Linked DNA regions of Sus scrofa: region 2 is linked to region 1. A link is a contact called in public Hi-C data. All regions are on one chromosome and are shown on one strand. Each heading gives the region's core, a stretch centred on a gene start, on an enhancer-like site or on the middle of the called end of the contact. The rest is flanking DNA. Distances are from core to core; before and after follow the strand shown.

Region 1 (5,424 bases), core at 1,089-3,588:
CACCACACACATTAGGTACTCAGTAAACATTTGTTCAATAAAAAAACAAATTGATGGATGGATGGATGGAAGGCAGGCAGGGAGGCAGGCGGACTGGGTTGGTGTGCAGAACAGCTGACACACTCCACCTGGTATTTGGCTCTAGCCAAGGTCTCACTAAGCTCAAATGAAGTTTTCTTCAAAGAAATCTCACTGTCAGCCCCTCAGGGAAGACCCTGCCCCCAGCACTGCTGCCCACCTTGTATCATCTTGACTGGTCATCTTGGCTAAGACAAGCAACAGAGGAGGAGGTAAACAGCGTGCTTGGGTGAATGGCACTAGCATCAATTTTCCGTAAGAAGCCCCTGCCCACCGCTTCAGTATCCCTGCTCCACTGCCACTCAGTGGAGCCACTCAGTGCCTAGCATCGTCCAGCTGAGGGGCTCAGTCAAGGAATTCCTGGGTGCCCAGTGAACCCTCACCAGTCCTCTCTCATCTAGTCCAGCTGCCCCTCCTCCTTGCTAGGACTTTGGCCAAGTCTTCCCCCTTCCTGGATCTTCATTTCCCTCCTACTAGCACACAAGGTGGGGCTGGACACAGTTTCCAGCTGGCGGCCTAGAGGCAGGACTTTAACGCCTCAGGGCAATGATCCCATGGTCCCTTTGCCTGCTGGCCAAAGAGCCCCTTGAGGCCTTGCAAACACTGCAGGCAAGGCCACGCCAGCACCAACCCCCAGCTTGCCTGGTCTGTGAAAGCAGCTTGCGAAACTGACAGCCCCTGCAGATTTGAGCTGCAGAACGGAACTGATGAGCGGGGCACCCTGAAACCTGACTCCAAAACAGCAGCCAAGCCAAGACCAAAGGAAGTACAACGTCCTTTGCTGAAGCAGGTTTTTCCTCTCAGTGTCAGCCGGGAGCCCTTGCTCTCAGTCCCCGGCCAGTCCTCCAAGGGGCCACAGGACAAAGGTGATCAGGGCCTGGCTTCCTACCTCTTTTAACACTGCAAGTCTTTATCCTTCCAGGACTAGTGGGAATTCCCCCAAAGCCAAGGTCACCATCAAGACAGGTTAAGGATGGGGGGAGGAGTTGACAGGTCTGCCTTAAATGGATTTGGGTGCAAAGGCTTTTCCCACAAGTTTTGGCACTTGGTACTATGGCTAACCAAGATGCCACTTAGGTCCTGCCTCCCTTCCCTTCTTCACCAGCTGTAAGCCTTGCTAAGGGGAAGCTTTCCTGCCCTAAGAGTCTCAAAAGAGTCCAGCCATTCCTGGCATCCAAACAGACCTAGGGGAAGTGGATGGAGGAATCAAAAGTCTGGGGTAGGGTTGTGTGTCCGGCTTGGGATGCCTCCCTCTTCCTAGCCAGCGCCCCAACCCGCCCTCATCCTGCGCAGAGAGGGCACTTACAGGCCTTGGAGGCCGGAGAGGGCCTCGTCCTGGGGGTCCCATCCCTGGCCTGACGGTGCCCTCAACCAGCAGCGGCAGCATGATCTAGGCGCTGGTCCAGGTCGAGGGTTGCGGGTCGTAGGGGGAGCGGGGGACAGCAGCCAAGCCTACTCCAAGTAACCATCGAAGACGTCGAGCTCCGAATCGGCATCGTAGAGGCCCGAGCCGGGGTCAGAGAGCACGCCGAGGTCCACGAGCGCCTGGTCCATGTCCTCGGGCAGGAAGACTAGGCCCACGTTAAGGACGATGTACTCCATGAGAAAGGCGTAGTATAGGATCAGCACATTGACGAAAAAAAGGCCCACGTAGAACATAGAGGGTAGCAGCGGCGGCGGCACGGAGGGGACCAGGGGGCCCAGCGCGTCCAGGTGGGCCGCGACCCGGGCGCCGGGCATGCAGGGGGCGGCGAGGGCGGCAGCAGCCCGGCGATCTCAGCGAGCTCAGCCGCTGCGGCGCCCGGCCAGCCGGCGAGCGGGCAGCTCAGCCATCCAGGGCCGCCCCGGGGCTGGCCGAGGCGGCGCTGGGCCCCGGCGGTGCCCCGGGGGATGTGCGTTGGCCCCTGCAGACGCACCCGGGCCCCCGAAACGTGCCAGGCGGGTCACCCCACCCCCAGAGGTGCCCACACGGCCCTGTAGATCTGCCCAGCGGTCAGGCGGATCCCCCTGAAGTAGCCGGCGGCTGCCCGGCTCCTCCGATGTGTCCCGCTCGCGCTCACGGGCCCTCGCAGCGCCTGCGGGGACCCTCGCCGCGGGTCATCTCAAGGGCCAGTCCCGGCGGCGGTCTCTTCAGCCGCGCCCAGCCGTTCCTCGAGCCCTCTCCGCGCCCCCGAAGGCCCAGCGCCCATAGCTGCGGCCGCCGCGTCGCTCTCCTGGTCGCATTCCGAGCACCGCCTCCGGAGCAGCCCCGCGCTGATTGGCCCGCCGCCCCAGCCTGCGCTGATTGGTAACCTCAAAGCCAACACTGATTGGCCCGAGCCGTCAGATGGGCGGGTACCTCCGCGCTCCGCCCCTCGAGGTGCTGGCTGCTGAGTTTCTTTCCTAGTTCCGGACTCAGAGCAGATCTGGAATACAATTTTCTCAGTGAATCCGCGACGGAGTAGGGGGAAGGGAAAGAGTTAGAACACATTTCAAACCTAGACGTATCCTAAGGCTACCAAAACTGAGGGAAACCTTGGTTTCATTAGCACCTGCTGGATTTGAGTATTGGCGCCAAGCCTTTTTGGGAGTCAATTTACCAGTTGAAAAAAGAGGCAGGGTCGGGGCGGTGGACCTTACCAGTGAAAATTTTGGATTTCCCTGAAGTGGCAAATTGTCCTCGGTGGGGAAGATCGACCAGTCCCCTTCATCTCTCCAAATTCTGGCTGCTGGAAGGTCCAGCCCCGCGGTACGGGGCGGGATGGGAGTGGGGGGAATCTGCGTAATAAGGCAGGTCAGGTCTGCAGCAGGAGAATTGCTTCTTGTTTTTACTTTGAGAAACTTGTTTTAAAGCAGTAATAATGCACGTGGTTTTAACCAAGAAATACACAGAAAAGTAATTTCCCTCTGATTCCCCTCCTCAGGGGCAACACCTGTACATCCACCAAGCAACTGATCTTGCCCAAAGCACCCTCCAAAGCAGTTAAGCAGGCCACACTGAGCTGGGTGCTTTACATGCATTGCTTAATTGCAGCCAGATGGGGAAGTGTAGTATGTCATCCCTTTCTACAGACGAGAAAACTGAGAAACAGAAGGACTCTGGAAGCTTCTGGGCCTGTGGGTGTTTGGAGGACAGAACCTGCCCTATTTTCTCCATGACTGTCTCTTGCTCCTTTAGGTGAACTGCAGAGCAAACCATTAATCCTCCAACTGGTGAAAATGAAACAAACTGTCATTCATTTATTCACTCTGCCAACACTTGTTGAACACCTATTATGTGCCAAACTTTGTGCTAGGCATTGGGGAGAACATTGGCTTCTTAGTCCAATTCTGTCCTAAGCGACACAGTAGACCTTTGATAACTATGAGGTGTAGAAATGAATACATAGGAAAAAAATTGCCTCCACAAAATTTCTCCCTCCTAATCCAGAAGAGAAATGTAGATACATCTTGGCTGGTGTAGGAAGCTGGGTATTTCCTTATTTTTAAAAACGTGGTTGTTTTGGAAATGGTATGGATTTTGGGTGAAGACCAGAGAACTCTGAAAGTACAGGACGTTCAATTTTGGTACATTGTTGCTTGAAGGCCTTTCAATATTTATTTTTTAATTTTAGTAGAAAAAGAAAAGTTGTGAGGATAATTCAGACTGTTACCAATTTGGTGCAGTTTTGTTCATGGGGGATAAAAACCAGGGTGCCTGGGTTTGAACCCTGGTTCTGCCCCTTAATAACTGTTATGACCTTGGACAAGTCAACCCTTCTGTGATTCAGTTTCCTTCTGCTAAAAACAGAGATAATAGTACTCACCTCAGAGGGTTTTTAAGAGAATTAAATGACAATATATGTAAGCCGCTTAGGGCAGTGGCACATAGTACGCCAAGCAACAGGTATTCTTATTCTTATCATAAAGCTAATAATTATTAATATTGTGGTAACTTTTATTCACGCATCTTCACGGACTCATTTCTTAGGGCTTCGCCCATAGCTTTCCCGTTCCCGCCCATCCAAGCAATACTGCGGACTACCCCCGTCTCGCTCCGCCTCTTTTCCGAGGCCGCTGGCCCGCAGTTGCGTGATGCACGCTGGGCCTTGTAGTTCGTACGTAGAGTCCTGGCAGCAGGGGCGTCGAGGGTGAACTGCATTTCCCAGCTCTCCTCGTGGCGGCGGCCGTAAAGCGCGGCGGTCGAACGGCCGGTTCCGGCTGAATGTCAGTGCGGGGCTGTGGGCCGGATAGGAAGGTGGTTGGTGGTGTCCCCGCCACCCCCTTCGTTACCTCCTCCGTTTCTGCCGCCGCAGCAGGCGTCCAGCCGCTCAGCCGCTCGGGCATGAGACCGTGAAGCAAGCAACGGGCCAGGGCCGCCGACATGTTTGGCCGCTCGCGGAGCTGGGTGGGCGGGGGCCATGGCAAGTCTTCCCGCAATATCCACTCCTTGGACCACCTCAAGTGAGTGTATTGGGGCAGAGGGGGGAGGCCGCGGGGCTGGACGTGGGGTTGGGGGCGCATAGCCCTGGGCCGGGGGCGCTGGGAAGTGTGAGAGCGGAGGCGGAGGGCTGAGAGAGGCGCCCGAGAAAAGCTGTGTGGTAGTTAAGAGCTAAGGGCTCTGCGCTCAGGGCGCCTGTGTTTGAACCCTGACCCCGTAGCTCCTCTCTGTGTGACCTTGGGCAAGTCGCTTGGTTTCTCAGAGTCTCGGTTTTTGCATCAGTAGAGTAAGGGGATGAGATTTCAGTTTACGGATGCAGATTTCGTTCTTGCCCGGGTCGGACAATGGGCACCAAGCTTCCCCGGGGTGGTACTTCTTAGGCTGGACAGCTTGGGGGTCGGAGGTTTGGATCCTGGAGTCAGAGACATGTGGGTTCGAATTTAAGTGTGTGAATTTAGGCTTCTGTTTCCTCAGTGGTAAAATGGATATAGTGACAGCCCCTGCTTCCTACCATTCTTTTGTGGGTAGAATAAGAGAATGTACAAAAAATTGGAAGCTTGTCCAAGTGCTTGATAAAGGACAGTATTTTTTTTTTTAAATTAGTTTCTTAGGAGAGTCTAAAGAGGGACTGTCAGAGTAGAGCTTTGGGTGAGGACAGGTGGCAGAGGTGGTCCTGGGAAGCAGAAAGAAGTACAGAGTGGCTTTGCAGTCAGATCTGCATTCAAATCCTGATTCCACCATTTAATGGCTGTGTGACCTTGGACAAATTGCTTCACCTCTCTGAGCCTCTGATTCCTCATGTGCAAATGGGGGTGACGAACATTGCGCAAGGATTCAGTAATGCTGTTCGTGGAAATAGATCGATCCGCTGTCTGTTATTCAGTAGGTGGCCAATAATGGTAGCTGTGTTTATTAGCTGGGCAAGGGCTTCTCAGACCACCCTACCT
Region 2 (5,672 bases), core at 2,067-4,566, 290 kb before region 1:
TTACCAGGCCGGCACCCTCGCTGGGTGGCAGGATATTTTTAGACTCCCTCTCAGCCTGTCCCTAACAAGAGCCAGATGCATCCGACAACTCCCGCCAGGGGTCAGCCCTGCCACAGCTGCATTCTTCGGGTAACTCCTGCAGGCAGTCGAGTCCATCGCTCCTGGGGTGAGAAGGGGAGCCTCCTCTCCCCCCTCCCCACCTCCCCTTCCATCCTTTCCTGGGAAGAATGAAGCCAACATCCAAGAGTCAGGTCCCCAGCTCTATCTCAGGGGCCAGCTGCTCTCGTTCCTGGTTCCAGCTGCTGCTGCCAATCGCCAAGCCCAGTAAGACGTCCCGGAGGCCTCCTGCACTGAAGTCCTGCCACTGACCTTTAAGTGCCTCTTCTGGAAGGGCTCTGGTCCCCAGGCCCCACACCCTGGACCACACCCCACCTTTAGGGGATGGCTGCCACCCCTCTGTGGATGGAGAGCCCAGTCCCCCCGGGCCCCCTTAGCCCCTGAACCCCGTATCAGAGAACCCACATGTCCGCAGAGCTGCGTAGTGGACACTTGTTGCAACACACACACACACACACACACACACACACACACACACACACACACGATTATCTGCCCGCCCCCGTGCTGGACTCCTGCCTTCTAAACAAATCCCGCCAAGCGGCCAGTAATCCACTGCCACCCCATTGGCCTGGAAAGGCATTCATGTATTTTTGTCTCGACAGACTTCCCTTCCCGGTCATGTCTGGCGGCAGAGTTTACTATGACAAAGAGCCAGGCCCAGCGGTGACACCACCACCCCCACCCCCCGCCCCCGGGCATCCACCAGGAAGGTCGCAGAGGGCAGGGGAGTCAGTGTGGGCCTGGGGTGACAATTTGGCCAGTTGAGCCTCCCTGTGAATCACTTGTTGCTGGAAAATTGCGTCTGTGCGCACAGACATGTGGTTTTTAGCTTTTGCCCTGAAGACATGATGCACGAGGCAGAGAAGAAATCTAGGGGACACACTCATGTTCCAGAAACAAAGGGCCCGAGAAACCACTTGTGTGTGTAGGGGGACGAAGGCCAGGACAGAACGGTTGTGCCCTATGTTTACTATTAGATGCAAGGGACCCTGTCGCTCCTCAAGAGCTGAGGGCCAGGAAGCCCGAAGAGGGCGCAGCCCCTCCCCCTGGGTGGGGCCCAGCAGTGCCAGCCCTGAGCCTCCCCTCCCGCTGGCCCTGCCCTCACCAGTCCCGAGGGCCACCTCCGTGGCTTCCAACACAAACACCAGTCCCCAGATTCAGGTGCATCTCAGTCTCCCCACTGGAGGGACGGACAGACGTGGCTCCAGGCCTGAAGCGGCGGATCCCATAACCCTCGGTGGGAAAACAGGTCTGCATTCTCCTGCCACCCCCATGTCCCTTCCTCTGCTGTGAGCCTGGCATCTGCCAAAGCCCCCATGGGCATCTGGGCCCTGATTTCCCCAGAAGGATCCCCCCTCCACTCCGCAAACACCCACTGAGGCACCTCTGGGTGGAAAAAAGGGGAGGGCTTGGGGAGATGCAAATGGAAGTTCAAATCTGGCTCTTGGAACTTCCTGGCTCAAGGGCCCTGAGACACTGACTTAGGTTCACTGGCCTGGTTTTGCCCACCTGCAGCCCGGAGTGGGGATGGAACGACTAATGCTGTGGGGGGCTGCCAGGTGCAGCGCCCAGCAGAGGCTCCAGCAGCTCTCGGTTCACTTTCTTGTCCCTTCCCAACTCCTGGGGAAACCCAGCTCCCGTCCCTTCCTTCCACTTCCTTATGCTGAGGCCAGATTCCAGGGAGTGGTGGCCAGTGACAGGGAGCGGCCTCTGGGACATCCAACCCCTTCGGCCTGAAGCATAGAGGTGGCTGGAGACTCTCGTGGTTTAATTATGGTAAAATATACAAAGCATAATTCTGATCATTTTCACCACTTGTAAGTGTAGAATTCAGTGGCATCTGAATACATCTACAATATCGTGTAACCAATGCCACTACCTACACCCCAAATTTCCATCCTCCCCAACAAAGACTCTGTACCTATTAAGCAAAACCCCCCATCTCTCTGCCCCACAATCCTCCTTTCCAGCGCTGGGAGGGGTCCTATTCCAGGTGCCTCTTATCAGGAAATCATACAGTATTTGGGCCACTGGCTTCTTAAGACCCTCTCTGGGCCCCTTACCTTATTACTTTCTGCCTGTCACTCTTTAGGCTTGTCACTGCATTTTAGACACAGCAAGGGTACAAGGTCGCTCCACCCCACATCACAGCTTTGGAGCTTGGGAGGGACACTGCCCCCTTTCCCAAATCTGAAGCTGGACTGTCATTCTTGTTCCGAAGGAAGAGATGAGCTCTGTGGCTTAGAGGGAGAGCTTTGCGCTGCGGGGGTCTCCCTCGGGCACAGGTGCCCCCAACTAATCTCCACCTAGGAAGTTCCCACACCAGCCCCAAATTAGGCCCTCCCCGGGGTGCATTCAGGACCCTGGATTTGGGGAGAATATAGAGTCCTTCTATCACGAGCACTAGCCTCCCCGTTCTCTGGACCCATGGATGGCGCTCTCAAAGCCCGCGAAGCCCAACCAGAGTGGAGAGGGGATCACCCAAGCGGTGCCACCAGCTCCCCCACCGCCCCAGACCCACAGCCGTTGCTCCTCGCCGCTAGGGGGCGCCACGGAGCCGCCGCCGCCGCCGCCGCGGGGGCCGAGACGGGACCCACGGACCCGGCCCGGGCGCAGCCTGTCCCGCGCGCTGGGCGAGGCGGAGGGCCGTGCGCCAAGACGCCAGGGGCCTTCACGCAACGAGAGGGGGGCTGGCCTGGACTCCGAGAGCCCTGGGAGTGGAGTTGGCGGGACCGAGGGGAGTCGCCCTGACTCCTCCCCAAACTTTTCCCGCCCGCCTCGGCGCAAGAGGCGAAGGAAGCAGTCCGGGGGTGGGGAGGTGGAATTCCAGGTCCCGAGCGAACTCGACGCAGGCGGGACGTCTGCGCCCTCGCAGTCTGGCCGAGGGACAGGGGCTTTTCGGCCCCATGGGCCTCGGCCCCTCCCTGCCCGCTACCAATTGCAGGCACCTCCCTGGGTCCGGTAGGTGCAGGGGCCGCTCGCGTCCCCGCTGCCCCGGCGCTCCCTGCCCCGAGCTCCCAGACCTGCGCGCGGCTCCCGGGCGCGACCCCGACTCACCGGGCGCTGGCGGCTGGACGGACCGACCGGCTGGGGCGCGAGGCGAGGCCGCCGGGCTGTTTTGAAGCTCTGGGCTGGGACTGCGCGCCCTCCCTCCTCCCTCTCGGTGGCGCCGAGCCTCCTCCCCACGTCCCCCCTCCTTCCCGATCCCGCCTCCCGGGGTGTGATGTCAGGAGCGGGGAAGCGGAGTGGGAGGAACCACGGGAGGCGGGTGGGGGCCGCTGGAGAGAAAGGCCGGAGCCCGGGGAGCGACCCCAGCCCCAGCCCGCCTTCCTTCGAGCTTCCTCCGAGCTGGAAGGCTCTCTGCGCTGCGCCCACTCTGGAAGTTTCCAGCTTCCCCTTCTCCTTCGCATCTTCTCCCCAGTTCTCTTCTCTCAGGGTAAGGGTTAAGGACCAGGGTTCTGGAATCCTTACTTTAGAACCCCTTCCCTAGCACTTTTCATTACTTAGGGATCTTCTGCTTAATCTTTCCTACCTCAGTTTCCCCTCTGGAAATGGGAGTCACGATAGGACTGATTTCCTGCAAGGGTCATAGGCGCGCAGTGCCTGGTACATAGTAAGTGCTCGATCAGCCTCAGCTGTGGTTATTTTTCCTATTTGACATAGAGTCCCTGGCCTTGGTGGGAGGTGGCCAGGCAACCAGGGATCCATTAGGACTCCACCAGAGTCTGCCCAGCCCATGCCCCCCGCCCAGGCACACCCGCACACAAAACACCAGCCGTATCTTTTGAAACCACGACCCTGGAATTTATTGTCCCTGGAAATAACATCAAAAGACAAACCACCCCAAGTCTTGCTCTCCAGCCCCCAGTGTCCCCATTTAGAAACTGAGAGGGTTCCTCTGGGCTGGAGGCTCTTGCAGGCTACAGGAAAAAGCCAGAGGGGCCTGAGCCTCAGCGGTGGGGTGTGCAGGAAGAGGAGAATTTACTGTATTGAAAAAGGGAAGAAATTCCAAACCAGGACCACAGCATATTACAGTATATTTTAAAGCTTTTAATTTAACATGTTAATGTTATTTGCACCCACCCCAAAATATAAGGCAATGGACTTGTGCCACTAACAAAAGAATCAGAAATCCTCTCAAGAAATGCTAACTTATTGTGCAGTAGCTGGTCTAGCTGAGAAGCCATGCTTAAATTTTCTGATGCCCAGTCTCTCTCTCTCTCTTTTTTTTTTTTTTTTTGTCTTTTTTTTGTCTTTTTAGGGATGCACCTGCAGCACATGGAAATTCCCAGGCTAGCCGTCCTACACCACAGCCACAGCAACGCCATATCCCAGCTGTGTCTTCGACCTACTCTGCAGCTCACAGCAACACCGGATCTTTAACCCACTGAGTGAGGCCAGGGATTGAACTGGCATCCTCATAGATACTAGTTAAGGTCGTTATTGCTGAGCTATGACGGCAATGCTCCAGACATTTTTCAATCTTGTTGCAGAGTTCTGCAAAGAGAGAGCCTCCTTGGGTCTAAATTAGAGATCTGAGGGAGATCTGGGGCCCCTTGCAAAGGGCTACCCCAAGACCCAAGTCTTGAGGTCCCTCAGCTGCTCTAGTGTCTGATCTGCCACATCTTTTTAAATTCTGATATTCTATGGCTAGTCAAGACTTTCATTTCCCAAGCAAGAGAGGGGGCAGAAAGGTGTTCATTTTGAGCTGAGGCCCCACGTAAAAGGGGAGGACAGTGGGGTCTGGCTGCCACAGAGGAGGCCATACAGGGCCCAGTCACCAGCAGGGATGGGGATGCTTGCCTGTCCCATGGCCACCTGAGAACGCCCAGAAGGCTCTGGCAGAATGGACACCTGCAGCAGGTGGGTTTCTTCCCTTTGCTGAGCCCTCACTCTGTGCCAGTTACTTTACAAGCCCTGCCATCTGTGTGACCCAGCAGCCCATGAAGAAACTGAGGCTCAGAGAAGCTACTTCAATAACTTGCCCAAAGTCCCTATTTGGGTGGGAGCTTGGATTTGAACCTGGCTCACCTCTTCCCATTACATTGCACTTTGCAAAATGTTAACCAGGGTCCAGCCATGATTTTTATCATATCCACAGGCCACCTGAACTAGTATACACTTAATATTTTTCTTTAAGTCAACTCTGTTTTTTAACTATATTTGTTTTTTAAAAGGAAGCTCTATATCATCGTGATAAACAGGAAACCAATGCCAACCACCAAAAATAGAAGACAAACTTGAAATATAAACACTGCCCAAAGAAAACAGTGTTAGTACTTTCTAACTAGATACTATTGCATGAAAGAGTCCATGAACCTGAGGTTTAGTGTCTATTGAAAAAGGAGTTCAGCAAGTGTTAGGGTCACGCTAGCATAGAAGGAGAAAGTCTCCTTCTTGTAGTCAGAACTATTGCAAGATCATTGGAAAAGGGAATTCTGTTCTCACTCCGTGCGTCCTCCTAAAATCCCCTCCCACGCACCTGCTGGTGGGGCGTGGCCCACACAGGGAAGCACCTGGCCAGACAGCAAAGATGCCTCTCTAGGACTCAG

The links. Hi-C and Micro-C count contacts between places; a contact is called where the count stands out from the background.
Region 2: a contact with region 1 is called in a Hi-C map of skeletal muscle, with 3 times the contacts expected there. The contact joins the promoter of EMP2 here to the promoter of DEXI in region 1. A contact is called at or near these places in 1 of 5 promoter capture datasets (liver), 4 of 47 Hi-C or Micro-C datasets (embryonic fibroblasts, heart right ventricle, psoas muscle and 1 more) and 1 of 2 datasets of contacts at active chromatin or transcription factors (skeletal muscle).

What each region holds. Positions count from the first base shown.
Region 1 is chr3:32,157,136-32,162,559 of Sscrofa11.1, reverse strand. It overlaps DEXI (dexamethasone-induced protein), which reads right to left and starts at 2,338. Exons shown (of 2, transcript XM_003124598.4): 1 at 1,385-2,338. The coding sequence starts at 1,818. The coding sequence ends at 1,531. CLEC16A (protein CLEC16A) reads left to right here and starts at 4,217. Exons shown (of 25, transcript XM_021086617.1): 1 at 4,217-4,500. The coding sequence starts at 4,421.
Region 2 is chr3:32,448,146-32,453,817 of Sscrofa11.1, reverse strand. It overlaps EMP2 (epithelial membrane protein 2), which reads right to left and starts at 3,316. Exons shown (of 5, transcript XM_021086642.1): 1 at 3,178-3,316.